2 separate regions of the Muntiacus reevesi genome follow, and region 1 is linked to region 2. Evidence: chromatin contacts called from public Hi-C data. All regions are on one chromosome and are shown on one strand. Each heading gives the region's core, a stretch centred on a gene start, on an enhancer-like site or on the middle of the called end of the contact. The rest is flanking DNA. Distances are from core to core; before and after follow the strand shown. Region 1 holds the start of LOC136159885 (dual specificity protein phosphatase 13B). Region 2 holds the start of KAT6B (lysine acetyltransferase 6B).

The links. Hi-C and Micro-C count contacts between places; a contact is called where the count stands out from the background.
Region 1: a contact with region 2 is called in a Hi-C map of muscle, with 4 times the contacts expected there. The contact joins the promoter of LOC136159885 here to the promoter of KAT6B in region 2. A contact is called at or near these places in 2 of 3 Hi-C or Micro-C datasets (blood and muscle).

Annotation. Positions count from the first base shown.
Region 1 is chr2:110,004,816-110,011,209 of mMunRee1.1, reverse strand. LOC136159885 (dual specificity protein phosphatase 13B) reads left to right here and starts at 5,058. Exons shown (of 5, transcript XM_065922674.1): 1 at 5,058-5,239. The coding sequence starts at 5,091. It overlaps SAMD8 (sterile alpha motif domain containing 8), which reads right to left and starts at 3,395. Exons shown (of 5, transcript XM_065922679.1): 1 at 3,173-3,395. The coding sequence starts at 3,346. It also overlaps the pseudogene LOC136158122.
Region 2 is chr2:109,752,656-109,758,580 of mMunRee1.1, reverse strand. KAT6B (lysine acetyltransferase 6B) reads right to left here and starts at 2,004. Exons shown (of 18, transcript XM_065922667.1): 1 at 1,901-2,004.

The sequences.
Region 1 (6,394 bases), core at 3,809-6,308, 250 kb before region 2:
CTTCAGCCTGGACTTTTCCTAGCATCTAGCATCTAGCTCTTAGGCTTTTTCCCATCTTCTTCAACTCAACAACATGAGTGTGGATCCAGCTTGTCCCCAAAGCCTGCTTGGCCCCAAAGCATCCAACTCTAGGGAATCTTCACCCATGCCTGAAGAAAGTTACGCATCCTTGCAAATGTCATCTGCTGACACCCTAGACACAGACACTGTCTCTCCTCTTCCTTCCTCCATGGATCTGCTTATTCAAGACAGTCCTGATTCTTCCACAAGCCCCAGAGTGAAACCACTGCCTCGGTCTGCGGAGGAGAGCACAGAGAAGGAAGAGAACGTCCCGGTCAAGAAACGGAAGATGAGAACAGTGTTCTCACAGACCCAGTTGTGTGTGTTCAATGAGATTTCAGAGGCAGAAATACCTCAGCCTCCAGCAAATGCAAGAACTTTCCAACATCTTGAACCTCAGCTACAAGCAGGTGAAGATCTGGTTCCAGAACCAGAGAATGAAATGTAAGAAATGGCAGAAAAACAACTGGCCAAGGAATAGCAATGGCATGCCTCAGGGCCCAGCAACAGCAGAATACCCGGGTTTCTATTCCTACCACCAGGGGTGTTTTGGTGAACTCTCCTGGAAACCTGCCCATGTGGGGTAACCAGACCTGGAATAACCCCACTTGGACCAACCAGAGCTGGAACAGTCAGTCTTGAAGCAACCACCCCTGGAACAGTCAGGCCCGGTGCCCCCAAGCCTGGAATAACCAGCCTTGGAACAATCAGTTCAACAACTACATGGAGCAGCCCAGGATCCAGCTCCAGCAGAATTCTCCTATCTGTGATCTGGAGGCCACCCTGGGAACTGCTGGGGAAAATTATAACATAATACAGCAAACTGTCAAGTATTTTAGTTCCCAGCAGCAAAACACGGATTTATTCCCAAACTACCCTCTCAACATACAGCCTGAAGATCTGTAATGGCTATTTGTGACGGCTATTGTATGCAATCTTAACCTGAGCAGAGACTGTATATTCTCTAGAATTTTTCTAGTTTTAGAATTCTGTACCGCTTCCCCTTAGGAAGCTGCTTTTCACTATATCTTCTGTGTCAATTTGAGGGAAGGGTAATGAGTCCAATGAGAGGTTTCACAAGCATTGTGCAACATGACAAAACGTGTCTGGCTATAGATAACTCGATTATAGCATTTTGGATATAATATATAATATTTTCGATGCTTTTAGGATCTAGAATCTAACTTCAAGCACAGGGAACAAAAGTACAAAGACGTATGATGAGGATTATTCATATTTTCTGGGATGGGAAGGCTTTACTTGTTAAGAATCTCAGTCCTTAAGATGAAGGGTGCTTTACTGATTTCCTCCACCCCTTATATCTATTTTACTACAGCCCCTAATTTGTTCATCACTCTATTTTTGGAGAACGATGTTTTGTATTTTGCCACATCATAGTAGTACCAGTTTGGCTGGTTTGTTGTTTAAGTACAAATAAATAAAAAATAGCCATTAAAAAAAAAGACTAGACTATTAAGATACCCATTTAGACTAGAAATACTTAATTAAAACTTTGTTTTGAAATGCCAACAACTTTGTAAACCTATAGCTGTACAAAAAGTTGTAAAACAACATATGAGAGGTGGCTAGTCAAACACTTCACCAAACCATGCTATTTAACAATTACAAAAGAAAACCTATTGCAACTAAATATAGATATGGTAATCATTATTTTTCTGGCACAATCATGGTTTTGGTACTATGTCTTCCATACAGTAAAAGGCATCTGTGTACCCACCTATCCCAGTTCTGTTAACTGACAGCTACAAGCATCCTCTATTCTTATTCTACATAACTCTACTAAAAATATTATATATACAATATCTGCAAAGTATTAGTCCTGCAAATCTGTCAAGGGTACCCTTCCAGTTTTCAAGAGAGAACTCCAATTCTGGAGTCATGGGAGAGAGGAAGGTCTGGTAGTCTCCTGGTGTCTGGTGATTTCACAGTTTTATCTACTTTTTTAGGTAGATAAAACCAGACAATTTTAACCCAGGTACTTGCAGTGACCATATTTTAACCCCGTGACCAGTATATGTCAACTCAAGCTATCAAGAGTGAAATCAATCAGTACTGAGTATCTGCAAAATCTAAGTGTCCAAACTCGTTTTGACTGTAGTTTTTTAATAAAGTATTAAATCTGGGTTTTTTTTTAAGATTGCCTAAACTTGTCAGGTATTTAAGACAAAAATTTAAATAAAATACAAACAAAAAAAGAGAAACATGCTATCACTGTTATAAGAAATTCAAAGGATTTATCTTTATATTCAGAATCACTCCTTTCACTATCTTTTCCAAACATCACTTCCTTTTCACTACTTCTCCTAGTCCTTTGGGCAAATCAGGGTTAAATAACACCCTTCTCATCCCAGATTCTTATAAGGACTCACTGTCCACAAACAAGAAAGCTCCATAATCCAAGTATATCACCCGAGAGATCTTCCAATCTATGAAAGACACCTGTGAAAATGTCAAAGCCCTAAATTAGTCCCCAAGGGCTCCTTTTCTGTCTTGACCCCATTTCTCTCTTTCTGGCCTTCAAGACCAGACGACTTGCCACCTGAGAGCCCCTTCCTCTTCAAACCTAAATCCTTCCCCTAATTAGTACCAACCCCTTAGGTCAGCAATCTCGTCAGTCCCACCCCAGTTCCTTCTCTCTCGCCAAGTGGGAACATCGACCCTGGATCGGCTCCTCCGATCCCTCTTCCCACTGCCAAATCGCAGAGCATCTCCCCCTCCGGTCCTACATTCCCGTGGGACCCTTCGGTATTTTCCCCTCACTTTCACCCGGCTTTCCAAAACCTCCATGCCCCTGCCTCTTCAAGGCCACATCTCCCTCAGCCTCCACACCCTCTCGCTTGCCCCTCGGCCTCTACTTACCCCTTAGTCTGGGGCCATCGTCACCCGCCTCGGGCCCTCGGCTCAACAACCTCCATTTCCCTCAGATTCCGTTCTAAAGGGGACTCTCCACGGTCCCTCAACCGTCTCCCAGGGCCCCTCCGAATTCTGTCCATTGCACCCCCACCCGCCTCCATCCCCGACTCCCCCCACTCACCCTTGCTGCACGCGCCCACCCCGAACTCCCCTCTCCTTCACCTCAGCTGCTGCTCACCTCCCTGTTCCGAATCGGGCTCCCCGGACCCGCCTCCGAGTCGGCGTCCGAGCAGCTATCGGAGTCCGGTGCCCTCCGGGCCTCCCGGGAGAGAGACGCCTTAAGGGGTGGGGGCGGAGCCCGGGTAAGCGAGCCGGAGTGGAGGCTGGGGCGGTGGCGGCTGCGCGCAGGCATAGCTGCGGCGCCGCTCCGGCCGCGGTCTTATCCGTGCCGGCAGCTGCTCGAATCCGAACCGGAACTGCTTCGCGAGGCAGGGGCCCATCGGCGGGAGGCGGAGCCCTAGGGTAGGGGTGGGGCCAAAACCGGAAGGGACTCGGGGTTAAAGATGGGCGTGAGGGTAGGGCGGCGACCTGAAACTGATGCAAGGAAACCCGAGAGGGCATGCAAAGGGACCAAATGGTCCAAAGCTGAAGAGATGAGCGATGAGGCGCTGGTACAGGCGGGACGGGGCGGGGCCTATGGGATTAGTAAACTGGGGACAAGAGAGGCTTTTCCTTAATTCCTTTGCAGGGAGCCAGCTCCTCTCCAAGAGCCAACCTCCAGTCATCATTATTACTGTTTATTGCCCCTCTACTCTCTGACTGTCCCTATGCCAGATGCCATATAAATATATCACTTAATCCTTGTTCCACCTCTGCAGGGTATCACGACAGAGAAGGGCCAAGAAACCTTGCCTCAGCTTAGGCAGTTAATATGTGCCGAAGCCAGTATTCCTACTGAAGTCTAACTTCAGAACCTATGCTGTTCTTGCTTTACTGTACTACCCCACCCTGAGGGAAGCCCCCACCTCAGGCCTAGCAGTGGCACAAACCAAGTTCAAAACTGGCCTTGGACCTGGGCTCCAGCCGCCTCATCACCTTGCTTCCTCGGGCGGTGCAAGGCAGGCGTCAGTGACTCTGATGGGAGTGGGGATAGATTCTGGGGTGGACATGAGTGCAGCCTGCTTCCATGGAATCCCCTGGTATGGCCTTTACCCTCAAACCAGACTCAAAGCCAGGTGCAACTGGGAGCCTCCCCACTACAGCTCGCGCCCCCAACAAAGCCTTCATGAAGGCATCCTAGAGTGGGCAAGACATCTCACTTCAGCCTACAAGGAGCTCCGGCAGAAGGACAAATACAGACTTTCTCTGTTTTTGCTGCGAGGACAAAATCCCTTATAGGCAGAGGAATCTCCCTCCCACCCAAAAATATTTTTGATGACATCCTTTCTTTGGCTCTGGTAGAGGGAAACATTCATCTCTTCCTTCTGCCTCTCTGGCACACATGGCCCATTTTAGCTTTCTCTTTTGAGAAATCAGTCATCTTCATAACAGAACTATTGTTCAAACTTTCCCCCACAAATCCTGTGGGCACCCTTTAGATGAGGTCCTCCAGGCCTCCTCTCCACATTTCTCAGACTCTGTAACTCAGGGAACTTCCCCTGAGTCCCATAATCCAGAAGTTCATCCAACAGTCATACAGTTTCCACTTAGTATGTGACCCACCCAAACCTGAAGAACTTTTCCCATCATGCATCCTTGGAGTCAACCACCTCCTCTGGACCCTGGATCTCTACCTTAAACTCAGTCCTCAGAACCAAATAGCCTTATACAGGACTCTAAATCTATTAACATCTACTGTGTGTTAGAGTATCTTTTGTTTCCATTAATCCTTAAAATTCTCCTTACTTGAGAGATGAAGAAACAGGCTGAGAGGTAAAGTGACTTGCAGAGATATATCTGATTCCCTGTGGTCAGGCATTTTCGGGCTAGGGGGTGACTTGGGGAGGAAAAGGTCCTGTTTTCTCTAGAGGCCCCTGTAATTTGCTGAGTCACTTGCTGCTGTCTCACCTGTCCCTGCCAGTCTCTCGGAAGGAGGGATGACACTGGAGAGGCAGAGAGGAGTGACCACAGAGACAGAGGGGTGGGTGGGCCGGCCCATGGCGGAGGCTTCGCTCCCACAGCTGAGGGGAGATGCCGAAGCCACGCCTTGCCCCAGCGTCCTGGAACTGGAGGAGCTCCTGAGGGCAGGGAAGGTTTCTTCCAGCCACGTGGATGAAGTTTGGCCCAACCTTTACATAGGAGATGCGTGAGTGGTAGTTGGCTGAAGGGACGTGGGGGTGAGGACAAGGAGAGACAGTTCTTGGGATCTTTAAAAGAGATGGGGGGTTGGGGTGAGAGAAAGGGCAACTGGTTCTGCTCTGAGTTTCCCAAGCCAGGGACTTTCTCCAGGACCCCTTCGTGCTAGCAACAGTGCAGTGATCAGGTGCAGCCACCAGGGGGAGGAGGGACTTTGCCTGCCTGAAAGAAGGGAACTCCTAGAGATTCCCAGTCTTCTGGCACATTCCGAACAACTGGTGGGTCTTGTTGGGGGAGGGGTGGGGTGCAAAGGACGGGGACTCGTGGTGATTTGGGGGTGATGGGGTGGACTGAGAGCTCCCCTTTCCGGTTCCAGCCTTCTTCCTCTGGACACAGACTGGGTAAGGAAGGCTGACTGGAGGTGAATCAAGGAAGGTGTCACCTTTAAATATTTGCAGATTAGAAGCAGGTATGAGGTAGTGGCCAGGAAGAGCCGGATGTGTGAGGCAGGGCATGGGGCAAGAAGGGAGGTGCAACTGGGTCCTAGGGCTGAAGCAATCCTTTCTTTCCTGTCCTGGCCATGGCGGGGGCGGATTGCCTCAGGAAGCAAAGAGAGGCTAAAGCTACATCCCTGTACTACCAGCTCCCCTACCAGAAAGCTCCTGGGTGGGGCTGTGAGCTGTGAACCTCACAAGTTCCTCTGGCTCCTTCTGGACCCTAATGGATTCATCGCTCTGAAGCAGGGGGACCAAACAACGCCTCCTTCCCAGACCTCATGGCTCCCCTTCCTCCCCTCCCTAGGGCCACAGCAAATAACCGCTTTGAGCTATGGAAGCTGGGCATCACCCACGTGCTGAATGCCGCCCATGGGGGCCTCTACTGTCAGGGCAGCCCTGACTTCTATGGCAGCAGTGTGAGCTACCTGGGGGTGCCAGCCCACGACCTTCCTGAGTTCGACATCAGTGCCTACTTCTCCTCTGCAGCTGACTTCATCCACCGTGCCCTTAGCACGCCTGGGGGTAGGACTTTGCATCTGAACCCCTATCCTACCCAGCTCAGTCATGGGGGGATGTCCAGTTTCCCCTTTAACGTCAGTGCCCTCCCACCCCTAGTTTTTAAAAAGTCGTCATGTTTTTAAAATTCTCTGCTCAGTGTCCCAGCACTT
Region 2 (5,925 bases), core at 755-3,254:
CTCCCTTGGCATTTAAGTTTGCTCTTCTGTCTTCCAGAAACTCTCCAAAGAATATCCGTTTCCCATCCCTCCATGTTTTTTCCAAGCTTCTATACCCCAAAGCTAACAAATCTTTCTATTCTAGCATGCCGATTCACCCATATACCTCCTTCCCCCCATTGTAAATGCACCTGACCCCCGTTTCCTCAAATACTTCCTCCAAACCAGCATCTACTCTGCACCGCTTTCTCAGCATTACTCCATATCCACCACACCCAAATCCATTCTTACTCTGCCCCCCTCCCCCGATATCTACAAGTTCAGCCTTCTGCACCGTTTCACTTGCCCCTCGGTCCTCCCTCTACATCTCCCCATCCTGCCCTCTCCTCACCCTCCCTGCTGCACCTGCTTGCACACCTCGTTTCCCCTCACACCCACCCCCTCCTTGGGAGTGTTCTTCCCAGACACTCACTGGCCCCCTACCGTTCCTAGTAGGTCCCTCCCACTCAGAAAACCCCTACGAGCCCTAGCCTTCCGACCACCCGAACCCCGCCCCCATCTCGATATCGCTCCGCCCCTCTACCCTCGAGCCCCGCCCCCTGCCCTGGAGGTCCCGCTGAGGGGCGGGGCCTGTCCCTCCTCCCCTTTCCCCCGCCCCCTACCGTCACGCTCAGGGGCAGCCTGACCCCGAGCGGCCCCGCGGTGACCCTCGCGCAGAGGCCTGTGGGAGGGGCGTCACAAGCCCCCTATTTCCCCCTCCCGCCCCCCTCCCGCCTAGTCTCCTCCCCCTGGGAACGCGCGGGGTGGGTGACAGACCTGGCCGCGCGCCACCGCCACAGCGCCTGCCGGGGGCGCTGCCGCTGCCTGAGAAAAAAGCCGCGGCTGCCGCCTGGAGGAGGTGCCGCCGCCTCCGCCACCGCTGCCGCCGCCGCCAGGGGTAGGAGCTAAGCCGCCGCCATTTTGTGTCCCCCTGTTGTTGTCGTTGACATGAATCCGACATGACACTGATTACAGCCCAATGGAGTCTCATTAAACCCGAGCCACGGTCCCGCCCCAGCGCTGCTCCATTGGACTAGACCGCAGACACTTAGGGCCACCCGTTGGCCTAGGAGTCTGTCCGTCACCCACACACTAACCACTCTGCAGCCCATTGGGGCAGGATCCTGCCGGTCATCTCGCCTCCGCATAGGCACACCCCTCGACCCATCAGCCCCCCCTCCGGTACCACCCCGGGGGAGGGCCCACTGCCAGTACCAATCAACAGACCGCCTGGCCCGCCTCTTCTGGGCACCTATTGGTCCAGCCTTTTTTCTCTCGCCCAGACACCGCGCCACCTCTACTTCCACCTACCCGCCCCCTCTACCTCTAGAAAAGGATTGGGTCTACTCGTAGGAGAGGTACTTGGCCTTATTGGCTGCAGACGACGTCAATCAGAGGGCCTTTTCCCTTCCCCCTCCCCCACTCAACCCCAAACCCCCTAGCCCGCAGCTAAAGTTTGTGTGAGAGCTGATCGCTGGCGGCGGCCGCAGGATTTAGGGGTGGGCGCGGGCGGGCGCGCGCGGGCGGGCACGCGAAGTTAAAATTCGAGGTTCTCAGTCGCCAGCTCCTGCGGTGGAGCGCGCGGACGGGCGCGCCGCCTGGAGCGTTCCATCCCGCCCCCTCCTCCACCTTCTCCCGTCCTGTCCCGGGCGACTACTCGCCCGCCCCCTGGCTCGCATCCTTACCCCCCACGCACCCCTACCCTGCAAGCCGAGGCCGGGTGCAAGCAGTATGATGTCGCTGCAGCCTCCTCGCCATCCCGTGCCGAGGGGGAGCAAGCCCTTACCCGCCGGGCGTGCACCCCCCGGCTCCACACTCGCCCGTGTCTGCAAGCACGTGCACCGTTCGCCGCTGCCTCCAGCCACCCCGGTCCCGGGCTAACCTCGCCTGCAGCCCGGCCAATCGCTTGCTGCCCTTTGTTGCTGCAGCCCGGGTCTCCCCGCTGCCTTCCTCAGCCTCCGCCTCGTCCTTTGCCAGCCGCCCGGGTCCGCAGCGCCGCGCTCCCCCCGCCCGGGACCCACCGCCGCCGCCTCCTTCTCCTCCTCCGCCTCCTCCTCCTCCTCGGCTCCGGGCTGCAGCGCACAGAGCCCGAGGCAGCGCCGCCCAGCCCCGCTCCCCCCGCGCCGCCAGCTAGCCCGCCCGGCCCGGCCGGGGGCGCAGCCTGGACCCCGCCCGCCCCAGTCCCCGCCCCGGGGGTACCTGCCTCCGCCCTGGGGGGGCTCCGCTTGCCGCCCTCGGGGGAGGGCGGGGATGCCGGTGTCCGCGGGAGGATGGGGACGCCTGGGCCGTTTGGGGCGGGGAGTGTGCCCGCCAGGGCTGGGACTTGAGAGGTGCGGTCCTCGCCAAAGCGCCCCCCCACCCCCCGCCGCCGTGGGCCCCAAACTTCGTCCTCCGCGGGGCCTTGTACCCTGGGCGGTCGCGGCAGTTTTGGGGTGGGGGATGCTTCGGGAGCTGTGTCTACCCTGATCAGGAGGAAGAGGGAGCAGTGACATTCAGCGACTGCGGACAGGGCACGGCGGCGGCATCCTTGGGTGGGAGTGGGGATGTCAGACGCCGCTGGAGGGGGAAGCTGCCCCTCAAGATGCCCTCTCCCGGTCTGCGAGGAGCTGGAGAGCTCTGAGCTGCGTTCTCAGTGCTTTCTTGGGCGATGCAGCCGGGTGGCAGAGGGGCTAGGGGCGGGGGTGGGGAGGCGGCTGGGGGGGCCCTTCCCCCTCTCTTCTAGCCAGCGCTCGAAGGAAGGCTGATGGCGAAGTTCGGTTTTCCAGGCTTCCCCTGGGCCCCCCGAGTTCCTGAGGCCCACAAGAGGGAGGCTGGGGGCTCATCTGGCCGCCCAGGCGAGGCCACTTTGACGCTGCCCACATGCCTCCCAGCGCCGTCCAGACTCTGAAGAGAGACCCTCGTTCTTCCCGGAGACCGGTGGGATGCTGACAGGGGAGACTTCAGAAAATAGTAAAAGTAGCCTTGAGAAATGGCTCCTAGAGAGTTTGAGTACGAAGTTTCCCTTCCGAGGCGCCATTTCTTCGTGAGGGGGAGGAGAACTATGACTTTGTAAAAGAACCAAGTTTCAGGCATGGTGGCCTAGGTGGAAAGCCACCTGTTGAGTCAAGTCTGCCCCAGGGCGGTCTTGGGCCCTGGCAGGGTGACACAAGGTACCAGGGAGAGGAGTCCCCGGCTTCCTGCCCTCGTTGACTCTAGCATCCTCATGGCAGTGACCCTGCAGCAGCAGCATCTTCAGCTCCGCATTAGCAACCACTGTGCAAGCTAGGTAGGTACTTTGTTAGAGCAACTTCTCTCAAACAAACAAAAGCAGCAGCACAGCGCAGTCATCGATTGCAGAGCTAAAACACACTTCACTTTTTTAAGATGGTTTGCTTCTCTAGGGTGTGAGCTGCCCCTACTTACATGCTTCTTGGCAGCAAGGTGAGAAAGAGCCAAGACAAAGGGTGCAGAGTTGGATGAAAGGACAGAAGAGGGGAGAGGGGGAGCAGAAGAGTTGTAATACTACACTCAAAACTGTCACCGGTTCCATTATAAATCCCTTTTATAGGTGTTTTATTACTTGGTTGTTAGTTTTTAAAACACAAACCTCTTTAGATTAAATCTTGGCATTCACAGGCTCAGCTTGGGGAAACAAAACACAGGGAAAGCTCTCGGCTTGGCTACTTTTGAGTTACATTACTGATAAAACAAACAAACAGCAGGTTGGGTTTCCTCATAGCCTCTCTCTACCTCTTTTATTTAGTATCTTCAGTAGCCGGCTCAAGGTGAATTTTTACAAGCCATTAGTTTATAATTCAGTCTACTTCATTTAGGTATTTCAAAGAGAAGGACATTTATAAGGTATGCTTTTTTTTATAATGCAGGTGCTGGGATTTTTATTCTCCAAGAAATTACTAAGTAAATCTAAGAATCCTGGCACACACTTAAGCCTTTATGTTCTGTTTTTGTTTTTTCCCCGTGGTCTGCCCAGATGTACTTTTATTTTGTAACTTAGATTTGAGCCTCCCAGCCTGCATTTTATCTCAAGCAATAAAAATAAACCATGTCTTAATTAAAAACAAGTTTCAAAACCCCAAATCAGTACAAACTAAAGTATGCTAAAGAAGCAACCAAAGACAATTAAAGCCAAAAGTCCACATTTAAGATGTCTTCAGCCAATGAATCGTGGGAGATTTATGAGCATCTAACACTTGTTATCACTAATGAGTTAGCCAGATGGATTTCTAGTGCATCAAGACCTGAACAGACACCTTAGACAGAAAAGGGTCTCATTTGCCTAAACTTGTGCTCCTGTAACTCCAGGAGCTGGCAAACACAGAAGATGGAAGTATCTTTACCCAACAAATTGATGTGTTTTTTTTTTTTTGTTTGTTTGTTTTTTTAGGTTCTTTTCTTAATATAGTTCTCTAGCCGGGCATGGCAAGGAAAGGGACTGTGTTGCTTTCCCAATGATACTCCCCTCTAAGGTTACTTGTCCTTTGAGAAATTCTGGCTCTTCAGATAAGTGGGACTGGAAAGGATAACAGAGTCACAGCCAGAGATACATACTTCATGCTTCCTCTAAACCTCTCTTTATCTATAGTATCTCAAAGCCTCAGCTGAGCTGAACAGCTCAATTAAGATGTTAACCTAGAAATAACTTGAAAACCAAGCACGGTGCAAAATTTGCAAGCTGACTGGACTGAAGGATTATGAATCCAGGGGCCCATCTGATGAGTCCTCCTCCCTTCCCCAAAAGAGCTGCCAGTGGGCGCCACTGACCAGACCTGCTCAGTGTGGCCCACAGATCAGCAACATCAGAATGATCTGGGAATGAGTGCTTAAAACACAGATTCTTTGGCCCAACCCCAGATTCTGATTCAGTAGGTCTACAGTGAGTCTCCCAAATCTACATTTTTAGCCCATGACTTGGCTTGAAGCTTATGATCCCTGATTTGACAACTACTGGCCTAGGCTGAATCCTCATCTTTCCCAACTGGAAAGTAATGTTTCTTTTGTGAGCTTCTTAGCCAGAAGTTTATAGTCCCTAGTATACTGAGATGATTCCATGGTCTGACCTATTTGTCCTTGAATCCTGAGTAAGAGTAAAAAAGAATGCAGAATAGCTTCAGGAGCTGAAGGGAACTGGAGGGCTTGATCTTTTGGGTTTGTTTACTTGCTCTGAAGCAAGTCACACAAACACTCTGATAAGAGGGATCATATCCACAGATGCACTAACAAAACCTTATGAAAGAAACTGAGTAAGGGAGGCAGCAGGCAGAGACCCTGAGCTGATCTGTCCAGGCCAAAGCTCAGGATGAAGTCTATTTACATTCAATTAGTCACTTAGAAAAACAATGGTCTCCACTATCCTTTCCACCTGCCACTGGGACTGGAAACTGTATCCCCTCAAGGTCACAGTGTCTGGTTATGTCAGTCAAGGGCAAAGGGGGTGAGGGATGATCAGTCAAACCATTAGTTTTAAATAGGCTAGCAAATTCAAGCTATAGGTGTGGATGAAAAGTCTGCATTGTTTTAAATACAAATATTTTGTACTCTTACCCCATTAGTTCCAGCTTAAAAACTTTTAGGGTCATTTAAAAGCATTCTGAACCAATTCTACACTCCTTAGTCTATCTCTAAGGCTACATCTGCACCCAACCATTATCTCATCTCCAGCTTCTCCCAGCCCCACACACTCCTCTGTGCCCAGCACACACTGTTCCCTCTGCAGTCATGCCTGCCCTCTCTACCTTACTTGATGAAGACCTTGGAAAAAAGATAGCTCCAAATCCCTGCTTGGCTGCGGCCTCTTCTGTGAAGTTTCCCTGGTCTTTGCAGGTAGCCCACAGGACGTGAAGCAAACCTGGAGCAATCCAGCTCTGGCACTTGTTAAGTGCTCTGTTATTGTTTGTCAAATTACAGAAT